Linked DNA regions of Mus musculus: region 2 is linked to region 1. The links are chromatin contacts, called in public Hi-C maps. All regions are on one chromosome and are shown on one strand. The core of a region is the stretch at or near the end of the contact, and the rest is flanking DNA. Distances in the headings are between cores, read along the strand shown. Region 1 overlaps Cpeb3 (cytoplasmic polyadenylation element binding protein 3). Region 2 overlaps Cpeb3 (cytoplasmic polyadenylation element binding protein 3).

Evidence for each region. A called contact is a pair of places that touch in the nucleus more often than the background predicts.
Region 2: a Hi-C map of bone marrow-derived macrophages shows a contact between it and region 1, with 3 times the contacts expected there. A contact is called at or near these places in 12 of 484 Hi-C or Micro-C datasets (the 3T3-L1 cell line, the AML12 cell line, bone marrow-derived macrophages and 8 more) and 2 of 130 datasets of targeted methods (bone marrow-derived macrophages and embryonic stem cells).

Annotation. Positions count from the first base shown.
Region 1 is chr19:37,046,559-37,053,747 of GRCm38.p6, reverse strand. All of the region lies in intron 9 of Cpeb3 (cytoplasmic polyadenylation element binding protein 3), which reads left to right. Among named protein-coding and RNA genes, the nearest start is that of A330032B11Rik, 120 kb to the left of the region's middle.
Region 2 is chr19:37,154,129-37,161,317 of GRCm38.p6, reverse strand. The region is part of intron 2 of Cpeb3 (cytoplasmic polyadenylation element binding protein 3); the gene reads left to right. Among named protein-coding and RNA genes, the nearest start is that of A330032B11Rik, 16 kb to the left of the region's middle.

The DNA.
Region 1 (7,189 bases), core at 1,583-4,082:
GTAGTACTGGGGATTGAACCCATGACTTGACACAACTAGACAAGTGTTCATATCCTCAGCCCACCTTCCGCATTTATTCTGACAGCCTCACAGAGTTGCCAGGCTGGCCTGGACTCACTGTGTAGACCAGGCAGGCCTTGGAATCCTCCTTCCCCAAACTTTCAAGTGGCTGAGATTGCAGGCCTGTACCACCTGGCCCAACCTCTGCTGCTGCTGCTGTTTTGTTTCCAAGGATAAAACAGTTGTGCTGCTGAGGGCAAGCTGAGTCCTAATGAACTAGAGACTTGAGGGGGTATTGAACCGATGCTTCACTGTTTAAACCTGGAGACAAGTCATGAGCAGTGACACATGCCTGTCAGCCACGCACTCTGGAGTCTGACACAAGATGCTTTTTAAACCTGACTCTTGCCTGAGCTACCACTTACTGAGTGAATACAAAGCCAGCCTGAGCTACACAGAAAACGCTGAAGAATTCTCAACATTATTTGAATTCTAACTCCAGTCTACACATTAAAAACAAACAAAACTTTACAACTCTATAAAGGTATCTTCCTAAATTTGATGCTCACACTTGTAACTCTAGCACTGAGAGATTGAAGCAGGGAGAGTTTGAGTTTTGGGCTAAACCGAATGGGATACAATCATAATTCTATTCTGAGGAACTTTTAAAATATTTTGATTATGGTAATTTTACATTATTTCTAAAAGTCAGAGATTTTGGGGTCTGCTTTTTCTTCTAATGAAAAACTATTCCAAAAGAAAGAAAGCAAAGCAGTGAGAGCCCTCTTCCTTAGCCAACACCACTTGGTAAAATCTAGGAAGGGCCACCTCACTGGGAACAAGGAGGCTGAAACATGACGCAGCCTTTTGATCTGAGTTAGATGGGTGTTTGCACAAAGAGGTGACGTGAACAGGTGGGTGCCAAGAAGCACTCGCATCCCTTGTGACTGTCGCTGTGCGAGGCTGGAGAAGGACAGGAACCCTCACTGATATCTTTCACTGCACATGGATTTTACAGTTGGACAGTCACTGCTGTACACTGCAGTGACTACAATGCAGTGGAAGTTGTTTTAAGGTTTGACCCCTGCACTCTTTCTACATGAGAATCTTTAAAAGTCCTGAAACTGGACATGGAGACACACACCTGGAACCCTAATCAGAAGACGGTGGGCCTCCAGAGTTCCAGGCCAACTTGTCTCAGTGAAGCTGTCTAAAAACAATGCCCCACAATCATAAAAAGTACCACTAGCTTTTAACTAGTCAGGCCTTGTCTTTAAGTCACTAGAAGCGCAGCTTATAAGCTACATTGTACCCAGTGTTAAATATCAGCAGGATGCTGCAAGCTCTAGGATCAGGCAAGAATGACATCTCTGCAATCCCTGTGTTTGGAAGAAGGCAGGAGGAGCAAGAGCTCAGTATTATCCTTAGCTGCATAGTAAGCTCAAACAAGCCTTCTCGGAGTGCAGGGCGGGGGAAGTATTTTAAAAAGAATTATATCCAGGTATCTAATCAGAAATAAGATTTGTGTTCTTTGCCTAGAGAATATACCTATAATTAGGATTGAATTTCTTTTCTTTTTTCTTGGATTTCTTTTCTTTTTTAAGTTAGCTATTTTTGTCTTAATTGGTTTGTTTTGGTGGCTATATAACAGAGATCTAGTCACTCGGTCTTCTGGAAGTGTCCCTCAGCACACTTGACAGTACTTCTAGAGGGCAGCTGGTAGCTAGGTGGATAGGAAGCCCACTGTTTAATAGATAAGCCAGGGTGTGCCATCCTGAACTGAGTGAGTATCTCACTGTTGTGTTAAACAGGAAATTTTATATAGGAAACCAAAGTTTTCAGAGCAGAACACAAGAGACATATTGACAGTCGAAGACTGAGTCATATATATTCTTTAAGATTTTGAAATTTGGTCTTGAAATATTGGACTTTTTAAAAGGTTTGTTGTTTGTTTATTTGTTTATTGTGCCTGCCAGAGTTTTTGAGCAGCACATGCTCACGGGTGCCTGTGGGGGCCGAGGGCCGAGCTGGAGGCACAGGTGCTTCAGTCATGTGACATGGATGCTGGGAAAGCAGACCCGGGTCCTCTGCACAAGCAGTCAGTGCTCCTAACCCCAAGCCACTCTCCAGGCGATGAGTGCTTTCTTTACAAAGTATTCTAAAGTCCTTCCCTGGGCCTCACTCAGTAGGTCAGGCTTTGGCTGTTGGGATAAATTTCACTTTATCCTTGGCCGAAACCTGTCCTTTAACACGTCAGAGTGATTGGAATGCCCCACCTACACTATTCCTTTAGCTCCTTTGAGGTTCTTGTTTGCTTTACTTTTGACATTGTGAGATAGGGACTGTGATCACTGATCGGTTTCCTAAAGTTAGCCTGTATCCATCCTAATAGAAAGTCCTCTAAGAAGCAAGTACTGTCCTGAATGGGCTGAGGGTATCCATCTAATTAAATATTCCTACTCTTTGACAAAATCTTTTTATCTTTTTAAAATTTTATTTATTTTTTAATTTATTTATTTATTTTGAGACAGTTCTTACTCTGGTGACTGTGTGTCACCAAACTCATAATCCTCCTGCCAGGTGTGAACCGTCATACCCAGGTCAGGTTGGTAAGGGAAGTCACAGGCCTATCGAAACTAACCTGAGCATGGAGAAACCCAATGAAGAGCATATCTGGATGAGATTTCTCATCCATCAGTTGTAGGTAGAGGTCAGTGCACATCACTCTCATCTCTTGCCCCCTTTCTATTACTCCTATGAGTAACAGCAGCAAGCTAAGAGTGACTGCTCCAAATCTGGTGTTTCTTAGATCTGGATGCCTTTCACCTTGAGGGGGAAGAAAGCTGTAGGTAGATCCATCCTGCCCCCATGTGGCTAAAGTTTGCATATTCTTTAGAGTCTACAAAAGAACTAAGCAGTTTGCTTTTCTGCTGGCTACAGAGACAACCATATGCTGACCTTTGGCCATGTGATAGGAGTAACATCTTTTCCTGAATGCCCATTCAGGAAAAGCCCTACGGCATTAGGACATCTCATCTCCAGTACACACACGCCTGCACACCTCTTCACTCAGACAGTAAGTCAGTGTCAGGCTGAGGGTTGTGAAGGGACCAAGTGGAGGAGACTGAACCATCTCGCTCCCCAATGCTCTCGACTTCATTCGCATGTGCGCTTCTTTCATTCCGTCTTCTTGATTTAGGTGTCTGATTTGGGGACCACTAAAGTAACTAAGCTTTGGAATCTCTTCTTTCAAACCATGCTCTTCACTTGATGACTTCTTCCAGCATTGATCAGACTTGGCCTTGCAGAGCGGCGGCGTCTGGAGAGGCTGCTGCCTTGAGCTCCAAGAGCCTTTTATGGTGTCTCTATTACGGCGTCTCTATTATGGCTTCTTTGTTCTTCGTTGACTATTGCTCTGACCATTCTCCCCTTTCCTTTCTTTTTCACCCTGCTAATAGTCCATGGCAGATCTTGAAGTTTTCTTCTCCCTACCCCCAATGCCGTATGATGGCTTCTATGTCCAGATAAATGCTGGAGAGAGTCTACATCTCAATGTGTCTCACGTTCATGTGGTGCAGACATTCTGCACAAATGTTCTGGCAGTTCACCTGAGCTGGGGATGGCATCGCATTCTGACTTGTCACCATATCCCTTTCTGTTCTGTGAGGTGGTAGATGACCAAAAGTGCTGAATATCAAGTTTCTCAGCAGTAGACGTTTCTCATCCAGTCCCAAGTTCAGTCTGAAGTGACCAAATAAACTCCAGGTTTGAAGTGCTTGTAAAGCCAAGGACTTTGTAATGCTGGTATGTGTTCCACCTCTTCTTCCCAAACAAACCTTTTGTCTACAGATCCTGTCAGACATTGTCATATCCACTACAGACTGAGCCAGCAGAAAGCCAAAGTTAGGCTAGGATGAACTGATGTTTATAGAGCAGAGAGGAAGCCAGCTTAATTCAAAGCAAAGATTTACAAGCAGGGAGGAAACAAAACGAAGCAGTCAGGTGTCACTGTGTTCTCAGCTGTGTGCTTGGAGCCGGCTCATTCACCATTCACATTTATGATGACCTTGAGAGGCTATAAGCAGTAGACTTGGCATTTTAGAAAGTAGGAGCCATTATTCAAGTAGCGTGTCAAGTCTTTCTTGTTTCTGTGCTTCAGCTCCAGGCTTTCTGTGCTGATGAAAACTGTTTTATCCAGGGAAGATCTGGGAGGGCGGCTAGTTAAAGGAGCAATTTGGCACCAGTTTGATTTAGTGAAATTAAAGTTCCCTTTCTGACTGAGTGCTTCAATGCCATCCATCTAAAAATGTTTTGGGGTTCATCTGACAGAGTAAAGGTCTGAACATGCCTCCTCTTGACCCCTCGTGAACTAGCATAAAGATTATGGGAAGCCCAGAATGTTCATGCTCCTTCCTTCCAGAAGCCAGGATTGCCTTGTCGTCCTGAGGGGCTTCATGCCTTGTTCCTGCCCGTTTTATGTGTTATCTCCAAAGAGAAAAAGTGGACTTCCGGGTCACGGGGATCCTCATTCCTCTGCCGCCCTACTTGGTTCTCGGTGTTCCAGTCTTAGACACTGCCCTTCAGGCTGGCTTTGAACAGCAACTAAACACGAGGAACAGAACCCCAAGGCAGATGGGAGTGGGGAGAATCAGCAAGACTTCCTTTCTGGTGAACTAAAGGTTTTTTCTTATCTCTAAAGAATCAGGAGCCGATCCAGGGAACCATGATGGGTTCAGATTCAACTTCAGAAGTATAGTCACCACAAAATGGAGTTCATGAGAACTGTATGCTTCCCACAGCTACATTACTCTTGCTTCCCTCTCTGGTGTGTGACACAATGAAGCTCAGTGGGAGCCATCACGGGAACAGGGCTCACGGTACTCTTGCTGCTACTATGGAAGCTGACCATGAAGTGATATGAGCATATGGTCTAAAATGCAGTATGCCCTCACACACATCTATGAATCCTGCCGGCTTCTCACTTTTCTGGTGACCAGGCAGACTCTGAGAACACTGGGAGTGGTCAGAAGTGGTTTGAGGCACTTCCTTGTAGACTCTTCCCTGTTGCCTACATAACCGCCATGTAGACGCCACACTCTGTATGCTCGGTTCTTGAGCCCACATCTTCCTTAGGTTAATGTTTCTTACTGTCCTCCAGGGAATTATCCTATCCACTCTACTGAAGGAGGTTCAGGCTGAGGATTCACTCTCATAGGCTTACTCAATAGGACATACCCTTGGTTGAAGACTCAGTTTTCACGGCAAGGTTATGGTTCGTTTGTGCAGACCCAGATGAAGGAATCCATGAAGGTTTAGTTGTCTGTCTAAACAATTACTGATTGTCTTGCTTTCCTTTCTCCCTTCCAGAAAGTCAGAACGGTAGCCTGTCTTTTCACCCTTGCTTTCCTCTCGTCAGAAGGAAGGGGCATTTGCAGGACTCTCCTGTGTTCATGAACGATACTCGATGTAGAGAAACTTCTAAGCCTAGCCTCTAAAGTAATTGTATGTCGCAACATTTCTGGTAAACTTACATCCTCTATTTAAAAAAAGAAAAGGAAAACTTGGGGCTGGAGGGATAGTTCAGCGAGCACTTAAGAACATTTGCTGTTCAATCATGAGGACAGAGTTCAAGTCCCAGCACCCACACTGGGTGGCTCACAGGTGCCTAGCACTTCCAGATCCAAGAGTTTCAACACCTTCGTCTAGTCTCTGCAACACATACAAATAAAAATAAATACTAAAAATGGGGAACTCACAGAATGGAGATTTGTAGAACTTAAGAGAAGTGTATTATTCTGCTTCTGTTAGTCACCCATCCAGTACAGGATGGATTTAAGTTTCTCTTTCTGCTTTCTTTTAGTATTAAAATTATTGAAAAGGGATTACTTACTGAAAAGGTGACTGCTGTTGAATATTGGAAACCCTGGTTAGTAGTTAAGGGGTATCACTTTAGGTTTTAAGCACAGTATGAGTTCAGGAAGACTTGTGAGTTGAGTAGACGGCCCATTGTAAACAGTTGTTTGCTTTTTATTGTTTACTTTTCTTCAAAGGTGATCATAACATAGACTTACTGCAGTTAAAATATAGACATGGAGAGCTGAGGGTGTGACTCAGTTGGTAGAGCCCTGAGGTCAGGCCTCGGGACCACTAAAGCTAGGTGTGGTGGCACATACTTGTGATCATAGTACTTAAGAGATAGAGGCAGGAGGATAAGGAATTTAAGATTACACAGAAAGTTTGAAGCCAGTCTGGGCTACATGAGAACAACAACAACAACAAAAAAGGTTTTTAGCCCCTCACCTCTCACTCCCACCAAAAAAACAAACAAACAAACCAAAAAACAAATAACAAAAAACCAAAACAAAACAAAACAAAAAAACCAACCATGAATTAGATAAAAATTTGTCAGTTTCCTTGAGGGAACCCCCCCCCCAAAAAAAACCCCAAAAAACAAAAACAACCTTATTCCTTTAGCTATTTCGGGTTTGTTTATTTGTTTTACTTTTATTTGCCTTTTAACAAATTGCCTTTCACTTCAGTAAAACATTATTGCTCAAATACCTAGAGACATTTTGATGACCAAGAAAATACTGTAGAATTCAGGAGAAAGCTCAATCCAAAAGCAAGAGTTTGATCCCCAGAACCCACGCAAGCAAGTGAACCCCAGGCACAGTAATGGATGCTTTCAATCTCAGCAGTGAAGAGGCAGTGCTAGGAGGGTCTTTGAGGCTCAATGGCCAGCCAACCAGCCTACCAGGCAAGCTTTAGGGCCCAGTAAGAAACCATTCTATCAAAGCCAAAGTGGAGAGCTCCAGAGGAATGCGCCTCCCCCTCCCCTGAGAGGTTAACCTCTGTGATCTACATACCACACCACACGTGCACATACACACAACAATGACTGGATAGCTCCTGAGTGGAAATTATTATTTTTCTATAGCTTTGTAAAAGCATAATTGAATGAGAGCCCCTGCTTCTTATCAGAAATAGTTCACTGCCAGTAATGCCAGTCATGATCTAGTCATTGGCACATGAAGATGACTTTCAACTGAAAGATTCACAAAGTAGTGGAATGTTTATGCTAATGGAAAGAGACTTCTGGAATCAGGACCCTTACAACCCTTTTGGAGACTGCTGTGGTATAGAAACACATGTAGAAACAGTCTAACTCCTCTTTAACCAGAGCAAGTAG
Region 2 (7,189 bases), core at 2,883-5,382, 110 kb before region 1:
TAATGGACTGAATCTCTGAACCTATAAGCCAGTCCCAATTAAATGTCCTTTATTAGACTTGCCCTGGTCATGGTGTCTGTTCACAGCAGTAAAAGACAGGACTAAAATACTATAATACTAGTGAACTAAAATACTGTAATAACTCAGATCCCTGGAATAAATCCTATTTTTCTTTTTAAAAAAATTTTTATTAGGTATTTTCCTCATTTACATTTCCAATGCTATCCCAAAAGTCCCCCATACCCACCCACCCCCACTCCCCAAATCCTATTTTTCTATATGAAGTTTCATGTTTATGCAAATAAATCAAGTAAAACTAAAGTGTGTGTGTACATATATATATATACTGGATGTGCCCAGAAGTGCCTCTTTTATAGTCTGGCAATGTTTTTCTCCCTTTAACAATGGATATAAACTAGATCCCAGAGGACTGAAGTGAGAGGACCAGTGAGGTTTCTGGTCCTAAATAAGACAGGAGAAAATGCTGGTTTAAAAGTTTGACTAAAAGCAGATGATAGTAGGACCTTTCAGCTAGATAGCTCTTCAGTGTGTGAGACTAGGAGACAAAATTATAACAGGTAATAGACTTAGAATATTTTTAAATTTAAAAACAATAGAATTTTATTTTTCATAGTTCTTGGAATAGAAAGTTTGTTCAAGACATTAGTAGGTTCACTGTCTTTATGAGGACTTCTCTGCTTCATGATAAGTGCCTCTGTGTACATTCTGTGTTCTTGTGTGAAGGAATGGGAGACTTTAAATCTTATTTGAGTAATAGGGCCTGAAGACTGATGAGGGAGGAGAGTGTTTTAAAAGAAGCATCTTAGTGCCCTGACAGTCTGAGCCCCTGCTCACCATCCAGGAGAGCAACAACAAACTTTCCATATTATACAAAAAATAAAAAAGATCTGGAAAGAATCTTTAAACTTCATGAAGTTTCATGTTTATGCAAATAAATCAAGTAAAGCAAAAGTGTGTGTGTGTCTGTGTGTGTGTGTCTGTCTCTGTGTGTGTGTGTCTGTGTGTGTGTGTGTAAGTGTGTGTGTGTGTGTAAGTGTGTGTAAACTGTATGTGCCCAGAAGTGCCTCTTTTACAGTCTGGCAGTGTTTTTCTTCCTTTAGCAATGGGCTATAAACTAGGTACCAGAGGACTGAAGTGAGAGGACGAGTGAGGTTTGTGGTCCACAGCATCATTTGTGGTTCCCTAATAGAGTCAGACAAAAGGTTAAGGGGAGTGAGCTGTCATGGCATTTTTGTTAACTGAAAACTTACACTGACTTCTTTTTGGCATGTTTGCTCAAAATCATCATTTACGTATTCTGTCATTTGGTTATTATATCATTTTGGTTTTCCTCTCCAGACAGAAACAGCTAGCACAGATTCAGTTGACCAGGAGGCCAACACTGGCCTCACTCTTCTCTCGGGAATCATCTCATTTAATCCTTACACGGCCTTGTGAATTAGGGATAGTGATCCTCACTAAGACGTAGTTTGTGAGTAGGGATGGAAGCTCAGTCCTTGTAACTCTTGTTGTTCCTCAGCTCTTTGCTCCTGGTCTTGTCCCTTGTTGCTTTAGTCAGACCTTCTCCAATTCCTCCCCAGCCCGTATTCTTTATAGCACTTGACACTCTGAAGTGAACAATTTTATCTCACTTTATTGTACGTGAGGGCTCTCTGCCATATTAGAGCAGCGGGCCTTTTTACTGCAATGTCTCCATAGCCTGTGGCAGTAACCTGGGAGACTTTAAATACATAAGTATTTTCTAAATATATTAGTTTTTCACAGTTGTAGATAATTGATAATGAATTTATTGCTGAGTTTACATGTAGTTACCAATGAAAAGTAATTTGACTTCTGTAAACACTTCCTGGCTTACCAGGGCTTGGCAACTAGGGATGAAGCTGAGCCATGTTCTGGTCTCATTCCACTCCTAGACATGTATTAAAATAGAAAATAATGAGGCCTAAAATAGAATATGATATGCCCACAGAGAGCAAACACGTGAACCAAAGGAAAACAATGATTAAATTTATGTGTAGTGCTTGGAAAACTTTCAGAAAATCTTCATAGTTTAAAGTATTTTCAATTTTTAAAATAATTTTTGAAAATAGTCACCTTTACATACAGAGTCATCTTGCTGGTCCAGTTATCCATCTGTCCCTCCATTCATCCATTTACCCATGTATTCACCCACCCACAAATCTGTCCATCTGTCTATGTGCCTGCCCACCTGTTTGTCCATCCATCTATCTACCCATCCACTTATCTGTCCATCAATGGGCTATAAACTAGGTACCAGAGGACTGAAGTGAGAGGACCAGTGAGGTTTGTGGTCCATCTACCACCCATCTACCCATCCACCTATCTGTCCATCCTTCCATCCTTCCTTCCTTCCTTTTTTATTTTTTGTGTTTTGGAGACAGGGTCTCACTATATACTCTGCTTTCTGAGTAGTGGAACTAAAGATAAAAACAACTATGCCTGGTTTCAATTGTCTCTTTTATGTGTATGTATAATGAGTTTGACATAGTAGAGGTAATTTGTGAACATTATTCATATCCTTTTTACAATTTTATATCATTAAATTTATGAAGATTTTGATCATTACATACTATTTCATACAAGAATCAATTAGAGTTGCCAAAATGTCTTTATATTTAGTAAATTTAGATTATTTTTCAAGTGCATTTTAGTTTTTGGAGTCCTGGGTCTTGCTTTTCACAAACTTTAGTTTTTAATGACTAAATACAGTGTCATAAATGGTTTTGGCCTTCTCAGCACTTGGTGTAGAATGGAATGGGTAGAGTTCCATAGTCGACAAGAGAATGGATTGGAGCTGGCACCATGATTCTTTGTTGAGCAGCAGGAGGAGCAGGTGCATCAACAAGAAAGAGTATGGTGTGCTGAGTAGAGCAGAAGATCTGGGACAGGAATGAGACAAATGAGTGACGTGGCAAGCAGGAAAATAGACTTACAAGGTGTTGTAGCATCTGTGCTTTCAACCTTGGTGGTGCTGGGGCTGTCAGAGCCTTACACATGCATTCTTTACCTGTGAGCTGCACAGCAGACTCAGACTGAAGGAAGACTTTGTAAAACTTGTTTATTATTTGTGTGTGTTCATGTGCATTATGGCGCATGTGTGGAAGTCAGGGGTCAGCCTGTGGAGTCAGTCGGTTCCTTCCTTGCACCTTTGTGGGGCTCTGGGGATTGAATCCAGGTCATCCGAGAAGCTCCTTTTTCTACTGAGCCATCTCATGGATGGATTCTAAAGGTGAGGCTTTGGAGTTGATGACTGAAGTGATTTTTACCTTTTTTATCCAGAAAGATAACTCTGGGGTCTAGGTTGTCAGGAACTAAACACAGGTGAAAAATCAGTTGGTTGAAAGGAAGGAATGGCCTCAAGAAATGACTAGGAGGTACACTTATGCATAGGGAATAAAAAAGGGGGGTGTACCTAAAATGGCTCCAGGGTTTAAATAGTTGGGGAGATAATTCAGAGGTGAAAGTGCTTAATAGCGGCAGATGGCAGATGGCAGATGAGAATGGCTGTGCTTTATAGACCAGCTGGATTTTACAGTAGAGGAGTTCCAGAAGGGAAGGCTGTCAGTTTGCAATCCCTGAGAAGGTGATTTGTCATCTAATTTGCTCCTGCTCTTGTGTAGTTCCTAATACAAGGGAGACCTTACTAGTGCAGACTGCTTCATGGCCACTGATTAAAACTCTACATCTAAGAGAAGTAAGTAGCTCTAAGTCAAGAACTGATTTAAGCCAAGCGGTGATGGCGCACGCCTTTGATCCCAGCACTCAGGAGGCAGTGGCAGGTGGATTTCTGAGTTTGAGGCCAGCCTGGTTTACAAAGTGAGTTCCAGGACAGCCAGGGCTACACAGAAAAACCCTGTCTCAAAAAAACCAAAACCAACCAACCAAACAAAAAAACTGATTTAAACTCTACATCTAAGAGAAGAAGTAAGTAGCTCTAAGTCAAGAACTGTTTTTGGCCTGATTTTTTAATACCCTGATAATTTAGAGTTTGTTAGTTGATTAGTCATCTTGTTTGTAGATTATAGCCTGGCACTGTAAAGAACTGTAATTGCTCACCAATCAGTCATGGGAAGATCATAGAGAATAAGAGAAGTGAAACTTGGCACACTTGAGTTGAATGAACTCACTAGGAGGTCAGTGTCCCAGTATTATTGGCTAATCTGAACATCGTACGTAAAACCTTAACAAACTTGAGATTTGACTTTCGGACTTTAGTTCTGCTGCACTAACGTATGGCATAGTTTTGTTTCTATCTACATGCTCATTTATGAATAACAGGGTCTCACATAGTCCAGGCTGCCTCAGACTCTCTGTGTAACCATGCATGACTTTGCATTTCTGATACTTCTACCTCTGATTCCCAAGTACTGGAGTTGCAGGTGTGCACTACTGTGTCCAACTAGGTGAATTTTGATACAGTAGTTCAAGGTAATGCTTGATCAGGCACTACACTGCCTGTTCAAGATGGAACTTGTCAGGGAACGGAAAGAAATGTATTTATTCATTCATTCTTTTATTCCTAGAGTCTTTCATAGTCAAGGTTGGCCTCAAACTCGCTGTGTAACTAAGATTGACTCCTGACCCTCCTGCTTTTTTCTACCTCCCAGGAGCTACAATTTGTTATGTGCCACCGAACTCCATTCGAGAATCAGTTTTATTTAAATCTAGGTCATGAGTTTATCAATAGTTTTGAATCAAGTTAAAACAGTGCAGTATTAATACTGAAAAATACAACCTGAATATTTTGAACTATTCAGCAATGTTGATGAAAAAGTTTTTTTACAGTGCTTGTTAAATTAAACTTTGCTTTGATTTTAAATGGAATTAGTTGGTCTTCTGGTACTACTTTAGATTAAAAAGTTAAACCTTAGATGATTTATTTTTATTTTTTGTTTTTTTTTCGGTTTTTCGAGATTTAGATGAATTTTAAAAAGTTTTTTAAAAGATAAATTCTTTCAAAGGTTTGGATTGATGTGGGCACTGGTTTCGCCATATTTTGACCCTTGCTCTTTAACATTCCAAAGATAGTGACCAGAAGATAAGGGAATTACTGCTTTAGAGCTTTCTGCTCTGTTCTACCTGTTTGCCAGTGTAGAAAGAGCACTCAGTTTCACCCATCAGCTCTGGAGCGATGCAGAACATAAAATACTTTTTCAGAGTAGCTATTTTTAAGACAGGTGAGTCATGCAGGTATAATGTAAGACTTTCTTTTTAAAATATAATGAGATATTTGATATTCTAATTTAGGGTGAGATTCTGTTAAATGTGAAACATGGAAAAAAATTGAAGGCCTGGAGTGAGGAGGGAGAAGATGTCTTCAGTGAGTACATCCCCCACAGTGAGGACATTCCTTCTGTTGTGGGGTGCAGTGGGGTGAAGCAGACCAGGGGCTGCAGTCCTACATCCTGTTACAGGGACATGAATAATAGAGACTGTATTGAATATGTACAGATCAAAGGACGGAGAAGCCAGTGGAGCAGACTCAGCAAAGAGGACCAAGGAAGTAAGAGGATGCTTCAGCTTTTGTTACAATAATTAACTCTTCAGAAAGTCAGCCATTCTACAGGGCTAGGAAGCTAAGCAGTTGCTCATTTTATATTCCTTTTCTTTCTTTTTTTTCTTCAAGCAAGCTATAGGCAAATGAGCTTACATCAAGCATTTATATTAAGAAATTTCTTTTACAGAGTGTTACAAGCAAGTTCCAAACCCAGCTTTTAGTCTCCTGTGGCATCATCATAATATTATTCATAATGCCCCTAAGACACTTGATGTTTGTTCTAAACCATCAAAGGAAGAAATTCAGTATGTTCAGCATAATTTGTCTTGTATTTATTAACAATGATCTAGTCTGATGACTTCTCAGAAATAATTACTGTAAACGGAAACCTATGTGGAAATGAAATGGATACAGTAAGTTTTAGCGGCATAGGCCCATTGGTTGCAGTAATGAAGTATCACAGACTGGGTGGTGTGCCGTGGGCATGCACTTACCTCCTCATGCTTGATAAATGTGCTTAGTTTGGTGTCTGGTAACGGCTACTCTGTTTCCAAGTGGGTTTCTTGCTGTTGTGTCCTCACAAGAGTGTGATGTTATGTCCTCATGGCAAAAGAGACAGAAGACAAAAAGTCCTACCCAGGCAGGTCCTTGCCCTGTTTCTAGTCCACTGATCATTTCTGAAGTTGTCCCACCTCTTAGTATTACCACAGTGAGGATTCACTTTCAGTATGGGCATTTTAGGGTATATCCAGAGCGTAGCAGGTGAGATGGATAAAAGCATTTGTATTGCTTGAGAGTAATGTGTTCAGTGGTTGAAAATGAGTCATTGGTATAGGTTGTGTGTGTGTGTTTGATCTGGGTGATAAAATCAGCTTTTTAACAAGTTAGTCTTTTTGTTGTGACAAATATGTGAAAACAAAAGGAGGAAAGAGGGATTTCAGTTCATGATTTCCTCCATGATTGATTTGCTGCATTGCTGTGGGCCTGTGGGGAGGCAGGAATCATGGTGGCAAGAGTGCATGGAGAGTAAAGTCACGTATTTCCCTTGGTGTGTCCAGGAAGTAGAAAGAGGAAGATAGGAGGGGGTCAAGGCAAGAAAAGGGCCTGCTCCCAAGGATCTTCTTCCACGAAGGCCTTATCTCTTCAAGTTCCTAGACTCTCCAAGCCTTAGGTCAGCGCCTGTGGACCACAGCTCTAAGGCAGGAGCATGGAGAGAGCATTTCATATTCAAACTTAACAGCTTTAAAGATGAAAAGTAAAGGTGGCCTTTATTTCTGTAATTCTGGATTTTATATGTGGCTGTTGGTTACAGTCACATGGCAAGGTGTGATTCTGCTCTGGGGATGCTGGGGTCTTGCTAACTTGCCACATTTTTATCGGCGTTAGGCTAGGAGATTTTACTCCAGCCACTTAACTTTAAATTGAGTTCTGTGGCTGTAGGAAAATGGAGTGGAGACATCCATGTTTGTGTTTGATATGAAATTCTAGTCACCTCTGCTTTGAACTATTCATGATCAGGTATCAAATCATAAAAATAATTATTTAGTAGAGTCTAAAAATTTGTACCATGTTTCTAGCCTGTTTGTGAGATTCACGTTTCAATGACGTTGATTCTTTGTATCTCTCTTATGGTCTTGTACTCTGTCATAC